Regions from separate parts of the Zea mays genome. Here region 1 is linked to region 2. Evidence: chromatin contacts called from public Hi-C data. All regions are on one chromosome and are shown on one strand. Each heading gives the region's core, a stretch centred on a gene start, on an enhancer-like site or on the middle of the called end of the contact. The rest is flanking DNA. Distances are from core to core; before and after follow the strand shown. Region 1 holds the start of LOC100272936. Region 2 holds the start of LOC100278883 (Protein LOW PSII ACCUMULATION 2 chloroplastic).

Region 1 (4,739 bases), core at 513-3,012, 360 kb before region 2:
CAAGCTATTCCACCAATATAATCCGCGGCAGCAACCCAGCATCATCACCAAGAGGAAAGAGCTCACTCACCATGATGACGAGGACGCGGACGAGGACGGCCACGAAGTCTGTGAAGAGGGTGAGGGCGTGCTTGACGTGGTCCATGTCGCCGCGGTGCGCCCTCTCGATGATCTCCTGCGTGTCGTACACCACGTAGCCCAGGAAGATGAGCAGCCCGAAGTAGACCTGCAGGAGGAGAAAGCAAGCAAGTGTTCAAGCCAAGGCTGCTGTGTGCATGCATCTCACAGACGGACAAGCAATGGATACACTGTTGCTCCATCGGATTATAAATTAAAAGAGGATAGAGGCAGGCAGGCACCTCGAACATGAAGCTGGTTGCGGAGTGGCCGAAGATGGAGCCGGCTAGCTGCAGCCAGAGCAGGATGGAGAGCCCCGACGAGAGCAGCCCACCCAGGTAGAGGTACTCCCTGCGCCTGGCCACCATGGCCGCGCCGGTGAAGCACGCGAACGCGATGGCAGTCCCCACGAACGCCGTCACCAGGATGCTGAGGGAAAAAAAACAGCCATTCGTCATCTAAGCATTTGTCTACTACTACAACTTATGGCGGGCTGGTGACGCATTGCCAGCCTGGTAGCGTTCGAATCCTGATTATTACTGTATTATTATTATCTTAATCAAGCAGCGCACAGCGCAGGCAATTTCCGAGAGACAAGACGACAAGTGCAAGGTTACCTTGGGTCAAATTCCACGGCGAGCTTGACGAGGGGTCCGACCGAAGCGCCTTCCAGGAGGGCAGCCGCCATCAGCAGCCCATACCTCTTCCTCTGCACACACGCACGCGCACAAACAGGGCAACACAGTGTGAGAGACGAAGGCGCAATGGACAATTTCGGTTGTGTCAACTGACGAAGGAGAGACGAACGGACGACACGACGGATCACGGGCGGACGGACTGACCTCCTCGTAGACGGGCACCGAGAAGAGCCAGGCGATGCTGCCGACGCAACCGAGCATTGTCAGCGTACCGCCGATGTTCCAGACCACGTGCAGGTAAGCGCCCACCGCCGACGAGGCCAGCGCCGCGCACAGGGTGAGGTAGACCTGCAGGCAACCAAGCCGAACCAGAGGGTCAGATTTGGATTCAAATCGATTTATCATATCTTGCTGTTCTAACCGGATCATGCATGTTCTTAAAGTGACGAATCGATCGAATCGGTGGCATCCGCAGTTGCAGTTCTCAACGCAAGGAACACGACGCGCGCGAATCACAAGATTACGTCAGGGAATTACGCATCAGCTACACGCAACCCGCAGGAGAATTTCTGGAACGCACGAAACCAACGACTGATATATATTTTTAAAAAAATACGAAATGCTAATTGCGCGAGTCACAACGACTATAGCCCCCGGAATTTCTGAAACGCACGCCCACGACGAGAAGAACAGGGAGAATCGCGAACGGGGGACGTACGAGCTTGAGGTGGGTCTGGACGGCGGGGGTGATCTGGCGGAAGTTCTTGAGCGAGTCGTAGCTCCATCCGCCGGCGCCGTAGCCGTAGGGCGCCGACGCGGAGGAGGCCGAGAAGAACGCGTCCATGTGCGATGGATGGATTTGTTGGTTTGTTTGGGATCGAGTGGAGGATCTTGGGGGAGGGAGGCCGATCGAGGGGGAATGCGAGGGAGGCCGATCGAGGCAGGCTAGTATATGTACCGAGCCGGCGTGGCGTGGCGTGGCGTGGCGGTGGGAAGGAGAAGGACGAAGGAACGAAAGCTTCTCCGGACTCCCCCAGAAGTTTCCTTCTAGTGCGTGCGTGCGTCGCCGCTCATGCATGCCGTATTGCCGTATCAGCGAACCGCATCGATGACGCGAAACCGCTCCGGACCGACCAATGCCGCGCGCCCACGTTGGCGGGACGGATCCTGATCCGTGGTGCGGGCCCGGGAAGAAGCTTCGGGCCTGGTCGCGCAGGCGCCCGAGTGCACTAGGCGCCTAGCGGCGGGCGGCTCCACCTGACAGGTGGGCCCGGGACGGTATGCCGGCCCGCGCTTCGAGAAATCCGGTCCCACTGCCCCGTGGGCCCGACTGGTCTGCACAGCCAGATGGGCTTTCTTGGGCACGGTCCACGTCGTGTATTTGTATTGTGTATGTATTTGAAAATTTCCGTGTACGACGAGCGAGCATTACGTATGCGCGTGCTAAATCCAGGCTGCTTCTTCTTCTTCAAGCATAGTCCAGAGAAACTTAAGCGCGTTGGTCGTTTTCAGTTTGGAATTTACTACGCACTATGAAAGTTCTCTTCTTATTTTTCTTCTTCCAAAATTGCGCTTCATCTGCATGCGACGTCGTCGAGTGGGGTCTTGTCGTTTTGTATCCGTGTTGTCTCAGAATTCCGGTGGCGCCAGCAAGCAGCAGTACAGCCGCCAGTAGTAACAAGGGGGCGTTAGAGGTATTCTCTCCCACCGAAAATCACTTCTACCAAGTCAAACGATAAAATTTTGAGGTGCTTTATAGTAAGAGTACAGTAAATCTAATTTCTACTTTGTATTAAAAAGTGGGAGCCAAAAAACCTGCTTCCCACCACCCACTCTTTAACCCCTTGTTAATCACTTTATGACCTATTTACCAAACAATTTTTGTCAAATAGATTCACTTTCGGTAGAGAATCACTCAAAATCACTTCATTAGAAAATCAGCTCTCGGAGCTAGAAAATTATGGAACGGAGCTCTACCAAACAATCCCTTGCATTAGAGTCACCGTCGGATCGGATCCGCCACGTACGTGAAAGCATGCATGGACGCGCGAAGGTTGTTAATTTGCGTCCAGGCAATTCAGTCCAAAGTTATAGGGCCTGTTTGGTTGAGAGCCTGTGAGGCATTTGCCTGCCACACACGCAATCTCAATCCCAGACGATCAAAATCCAACACCTAAGGTATGTTTTGTTGCAATGATAAGACGAGATGAGATGGGACGATCCCTCAAATAAATTTATTTGGTTCAGGGTCAAGAGTTGAGACAAGACTATCCCAATGTTGTTCCCAGTTATCCGACGTCTCAGTCCTAGCTATCTCACAACTAAACACACTCTAAGGTTGTTGCCTCGCTGGCTGACTCAGACAGATGTGCCACGAAGTAAACCAAACAAGTCTTTAGGACAGGCAGCAAGCGACCATCTCGTGCCTAATAATAATAACTGCGCACACTCCACAGTATGTGGCTGGGGATTTTCGCTTCTCGCACGTCCAAAGTCATCACTCATGCTTGCACTAGCAAAGTGCCCGTACTTAGGTTACTATGCTTTACATTTATACCTGAGTGTAGATTATAAAGCACAAAGATATGTGTATCTGTTGGTTAGGCAAGTGTGAGTGTGAGTTTGGACCTAATAACCATGGTTCGAATCTTTATTTATATACCGATGGAAATTGGATCCCATCAAATCAAAAGGACGGCGGGTTAATTACAAAGAAATATAAAAAGTTCTTTTTTATAAGAATGATGATAGTAGAAGCGTGCAACTAGAAAAGCTAGTACTTTAATATAGTAGAGATTATTATCATGTCCGATAATAAATAAACCCGTGGGATATATAATTTTAGAAAATCGAGGAATGTTTGACGACTACTCTGAGGACTATACCCCAAAAGTTAACTTTAAAATAACTATAAATAGGACATCAAAAGCAAATATATTATTTCCAATGATATATATTTTTTAGCAGTTGAAAAATAAGTTAGTTTTTGGGGCTTTTTTTTGTCGTCTTCAAAAATAAAAGCTTATTTACGACCGGTAGAGACTGGCGGCCACAAACCGAAAGCTTATTTTGACTGGCCGCCAAAAATAATAAAGCAATGTCACTTGCAATCTCAATACACTTATCAAAATCATCTCATCTGTGAGCGTATGTCTCATCTATGTGCTATAGCTGCATCCAACATCTAGCTAGTATACACACTACAGGCCAGGATATATATTCTTCGATTATTCAACCGATGCTGGCTAGCGGCTTAAATTTCTCCTCCTTTTCCACAAGCTGATGGAGCTACTAGCGCCTCGATCAATACCTACACCTCAGCGCCTCAGCGGAAGTCTTCCTTTTCTTTTGGAGTTGGATGCATCTTCATTTCATCCACCGTTTCGTCACAGCACAGCACCCTTCCATTGGCAGCCTGTCCAATCCGGGGGCCTCCGCTCACTCTCAGGCGTCTGTGCCATTGAAACTTAAGGCATGTTTGGTTTGTGGCTAAATGTGTCACACTTTGCGTAAGGTTAGTCGTTCGAATTGAATAACTAACCTTAGGCACAAAAGTTAGGCAAAGTGTGGCAATTGAGGCAACGAACCAAACATGCCTTTAAATTAAACTTTCCATGGCGACTTTTGGACTTCGGTCGTGGACAGAAAAGGCACTACACTACATGCTGTGTATATTACTTGTTTGATGTTTCAGATGAACACACAAAAAATTGGCACTGTGCTACGACGACTGTATTACTGCTAACCAGTATACATACACCGTTATTTAAACAATGGATAATGAAACTCCACACATATATAAACCGGGAAAATGTCGACACCTAATTAATGATGAACAGCGGGTGATTCATACTGATCCACTTCTGTACTAAGACGGCGTCGGTTACAAGGATCACGAATTACTGGATTCCCAACAAGCTGCAGGGCCTGATCGATCGACGGTCGGCCGGCTAGCTAGGTAGAGGATGTCGGCTTCAGCCTCCG
Region 2 (4,637 bases), core at 1,378-3,877:
CACTTGCATTTTTATTTAAGCAAGAGCGTATGGTGGTGCATGTCTGATGACTAACGATGTACGAGGAAATTTCTTCCGGCATGTGTAGAATGTGCTCTACAATGATGAGATCATACAAATCGTGGCATATATCGAAGTCTGTATGATACTGATGGTTGCAATGTAGTGGTAAAACAATTAGATTAAAATAACAAAATTTATGTATGGCTAGGATCATAAATTGATTATGAAACATTTTCTCATAACAGTATAACACACATTTTGTATATAAGTTATCATAGTATACTGGTATTATATATTCTCGTTGTAACGCACGGGCACTCAGCTAGTTTTATATTATGCAAAGAGCCAACACATGTTACATATCAAGAGTGTGTAGACACGAAAACACTCCTACATGGTTATCAATAGATAAACAAATTTAGGATAAACTCTGACAGCAATCTACCATGCAAATTGTGTGGTCAAAATGGTCTCAACAAGCCAATTGATCGCCAAAAACCAATATACAACTCAACTTAATACATATTCAGGAAAGTATCCATTGATCGTTAATTTACAAACAAACAAAAAAGAATAATTAGGAATTTGGGATGCAGGATATAAGGAAAAATAAATAAAAACACCAGCCTATTCTCTGGCACATATCTGCTGCTTTAAGCTACTTCATACATAACAAGCACATTTGCTAACTCTACCCTCATCATTGCTCCAAACATGCTGCATCAAAGAAGATAAAAGTTAGTAACAGCATCAGAGGCAGGGAATGGATGGCAGTTGCAGAGACAGACATAAACCTATGAAAAAAACATGAAAACCTTTGCATGGAACATTATTTTTGGACACCTAGATTCTAGAAGCTACTAGTGTGCACAAATGTTATCATGAAAGTTAACATCATGATAAAACTAATGATATTGAAGTATTATCTACCAGTCTAGATAATTGTAATGTGAAACTTCCAGAAAAAACAAATATGCATTGCAAAAAAAAAACTTAGCAATGACTACGAACCCCTTTTTCCTTAAAAGAAACTCTTGAGGTGTACCATCCAGAACCTAATTATGAAGCACATTATTACTATTCAGTGTTACTCTTCTTGTACCATCCAGAACCTAATTATGAAGCACATTATTACCACATTGCAGGATTTATAATTTGTAGATACCACAATAGCATCTTTATGCATCATTACATGCATTAAAACAAATGCTAGGAACAAAACTGTTTAGAGCAACTTAAATAACCTATGGTCCAGCTGGAGTAAGAGATTCACTCATCAATCAATATTTCTATCGTGATGTCTAGAGTAAGAGATTCACTCATCAATCAATATTTCTATCGTGATGTCTAGAGTAAGAGATGCCCTTATCCACCAGCAGCTCTATCGTGAAATCATTCAATCTTGACTTTCTAGTGAAGCATAACATACCATAAACTGTAGAATAGCGTGTGAACAAAATTAGGAGAAGTAAAGCCTAGATGTTCACAAGATGATTATATTTAGTCTCACCTTCGTGCTGTCATCTAGCTTTTGCTTTTCTCGCTTTCAAAGTATTTGAGGACACCATACCCAACCGTACCAGCCAAAAACAGAACAACTGTTGGAGTGAACGATGGATAAAGGTACTTAACAAAGAAGCTGTCATATTCCTCTGGCAGAAAACCTGCATGACATACAAGTTCAAAACATGACTACTTGGCTCAGCAGTTCTGCAGTACCAAAAGCTTTCACAACTTAACTAGTAGTTTTATGCTTTCTTTGATAGTTTTGTGCATCATGCTACACTCAGATTCATGTCGCTGATTACTTCAATGTATCATTGGTTCAGGATTCAGGAATTGCACCTGGCAATTCCAGAGTTGCGATGATCGCTGCACCAATATGTTACATTTGAAGATTTCTCATGTCTTGAGTACTATAATGCGATTTATGAAAGGTAAAAAAAGCCACCAGTGACTATTTATGAAAGGTAAAAAGCTGCCATGTGAGCTAAAAAACTACCACAATGCCACCACCATGACAATTTTGTTCAATTCATCAATAGTTGACAGAATAATAGCACCATCCCTTGTGTTAATATAGTCATATGTACGCACAAAGTTCCTCAATTGGGGAGACTACAGTCATATTCTAAACTGAATTCACCAACAGTCCACCATAATCAAAGTGAGTGCAGCACTGTAAGTTGGAGACCAAATTGCTAGTACGTATATTACCGGAGGCGGCGAGTGCGATGCCCTCGACAAGGATGATGATGCCTAGCCCAAGCCAGGCGAGGAGGAAGGCGTTCTCGTTGGCCTGCCGCTGCCGTAGCTCCTCCTCCGTGGGCCCCTTCCCACCGGCGCCCCCGGCCCTGGACGCCGCCTCATTCTTCTGCTGCTGGAATATGGAGGCGCTTCCCGGCGGCGCGCGGCGGACCACGGGCGCTGGAGGCTCCAGCGCCTTGGTGTCCTTGCCCTTGCTGCCGCTCTTGGGCTTCTTGCCCTTCTTGCTCCCCGAGCTCGAGGAAGAGGCGGTGACGCGGAACACGGGCGGCGCTCGGAGGAGGGTCACGCCGGCGCCGGGGAGGAGCGCGGGGGAGAGGGACGCCATGGCCACGGCGACGGCGCGCGGCTTATCCGACAGTTTGAGGGGGAGATGACGAGGTGAGTTTGTGGGCCGGGCCGGAGAGAGGGATGGACGCGTGTTTCGTGGGCCATGGCTTCCTTTCATTCTTATATCCAGGAAATCCAATTTAACTCCCTCGTCTCATTTTGCTCGTTGAATTCCAAAATCAGAAGAATTTTTTTTGGCATCCCTCGCCTTTTAAAAAACAATTGTTTTTCACCTATAGTGGTTTTACTGATGTGGTGATCCATATCATATGGGCTAAACTAAGTTAAAAGTTTGAGAAGACAAATCAGATATATTTTAAAAAAATCCAAAGAAATAAAAAATGTTTCATTTTTCTTTTTTAGACCAAAACCTATATAGGATGACATCCTTTCGTTTTGAAGTATGCCATTACATGTTTTCATATAAACTCAGTTAGGCGCTGTTTGTAAAAGATATTAACTGAAGATGATGTTTAAAATGCGTGGTTTTAATATTCGATGATGTACATGTTTTACAAGTGTCCTTACGGCCAAGGCGACAAGCTCTCTAGCCACGCTAGACGTGCTCGGATCACTACCCGCGACGTGTCAGCTCGTGCAGCAAGAAAAATCTGTGTTGGAGAAGTACCAACAATATGGGTGGCAGACACAAGGGGGGGCAAAAATATAGCACAGAGCACGCAAAAAAAAAAGCACGGATGCTGCCACTCACGACGGCCGACCGGCCCGACCCGATTAGTGGTGGCGATGTGACGCCGCCGGCGAGGGGGGGAGTGGGGCACCAAAGCGAGTCGCGAGCCGACGTGGCGGCGCGGCGTTGGACGGGAGTGAGATTTGGGCCCCCACCGGAATCGACGCGCGCCACCGGCAGCCTCAGCCCCCAGATCCCCTTATCGCTTTGGGGTTGGGCTGGGCTTGTCGCGGCAGTGCATGCGCCCGGTCCATGGGCTGCTGCATCGTACGGCCACAAGACAAGAGCGCCCCTTTCATCAAATGAAAAAAGAAAAGAAAAGTGAGTTTCTTTTGTCTCACTAATATTTTTTTTGGGTTCTATTATATCCCCTTATCGCTTTTGTGGGATATATCCAACATGGGAGAGGAGGGGAATTGAGAAAGAGTACGTGACTGACTCTAGGGTGATTTAGTCAATTAGTCTCAGCCAAGAACAATGACGTATCGTAGAAGCATAGGATCGGAAGGGTTTACCGAGTTGACCACCCACCAAATCGCATGTTTGAATAACACTCTCCATGTAAAATACTACCTCGGTTCCTGAATAAACAAATCAATTTTCTAGGAGCTGATCCAACATGTAAGATTGGTCCGATTCCCCCCCCCCCCCCCCCCCCCCTTTTTGCTCTAGGAGCTGATTTATTTGGACGAAGATTTTGTTTTTTCCACACCTAATCAAACGTCATGTTGCTACGGACTAATAGTTATGCATGGCCCTTTTTGTGTAGTTTGGCAAGCCTAGAAGCCACGGGCATAGCATATTCCTTTTAGCTGTGTACCCTTTGTGCCTTTAAGGAACAACACGGGGAGTCGGGGATACATGGAATGCTTAGGAAAGCGACTTCACAACCAACAGCTAATGAGATGATGCGGTAAGTAAGCACACACCATCAGCACGCTATTATAATCTATAATACATGAGTTAGAACACCAAAGGGCAAACCATACCTTTTCTTTTCTTTTTTAACAAAAAAATGATGAAACGCTTAAGTCCTAACCAATAAACAAATGCCCACCAGACTCAGCTCTTGTTTTTGTTTACCATATCACGTAGCATCCACGCAGCTCTGCGAACTCCAAATAAAGTAGGGTGGGATTGATTATTTAAACTCTGCAAAGTACAAAAATGAAAGGTTTAGAAATCAGATAGGTAGAAAAGATAGGGAGGTCAAGAGTGAGATAGTCCATGCACCGTGTCCACACGCCTCCATCCCTGCTCGTGCACCACACCTTACCCTTCCCTAAACCAAACAAAAAAATCGAGTCTTTAATCCTCGCCAGAGGCCGTAAAGCCCCCCTCCTTCCTC

What was found. Hi-C and Micro-C count contacts between places; a contact is called where the count stands out from the background.
Region 1: a contact with region 2 is called in a Hi-C map of endosperm, with 4 times the contacts expected there. The contact joins the promoter of LOC100272936 here to the promoter of LOC100278883 in region 2. A contact is called at or near these places in 7 of 25 Hi-C or Micro-C datasets (bundle sheath, ear, endosperm and 2 more).

What each region holds. Positions count from the first base shown.
Region 1 is chr5:75,067,186-75,071,924 of Zm-B73-REFERENCE-NAM-5.0, reverse strand. LOC100272936 reads right to left here and starts at 1,762. Exons shown (of 6, transcript NM_001147388.1): 1 at 1,474-1,762; 2 at 960-1,103; 3 at 735-826; 4 at 360-546; 5 at 71-226. The coding sequence starts at 1,599. LOC100192880 (AT-hook motif nuclear-localized protein 1) reads right to left here. Exons shown (of 5, transcript NM_001138068.2): 5 at 4,397-4,739. The coding sequence ends at 4,730.
Region 2 is chr5:74,703,569-74,708,205 of Zm-B73-REFERENCE-NAM-5.0, reverse strand. LOC100278883 (Protein LOW PSII ACCUMULATION 2 chloroplastic) reads right to left here and starts at 2,627. Exons shown (of 3, transcript NM_001152015.1): 1 at 2,221-2,627; 2 at 1,514-1,667; 3 at 492-720. The coding sequence starts at 2,596. The coding sequence ends at 1,528.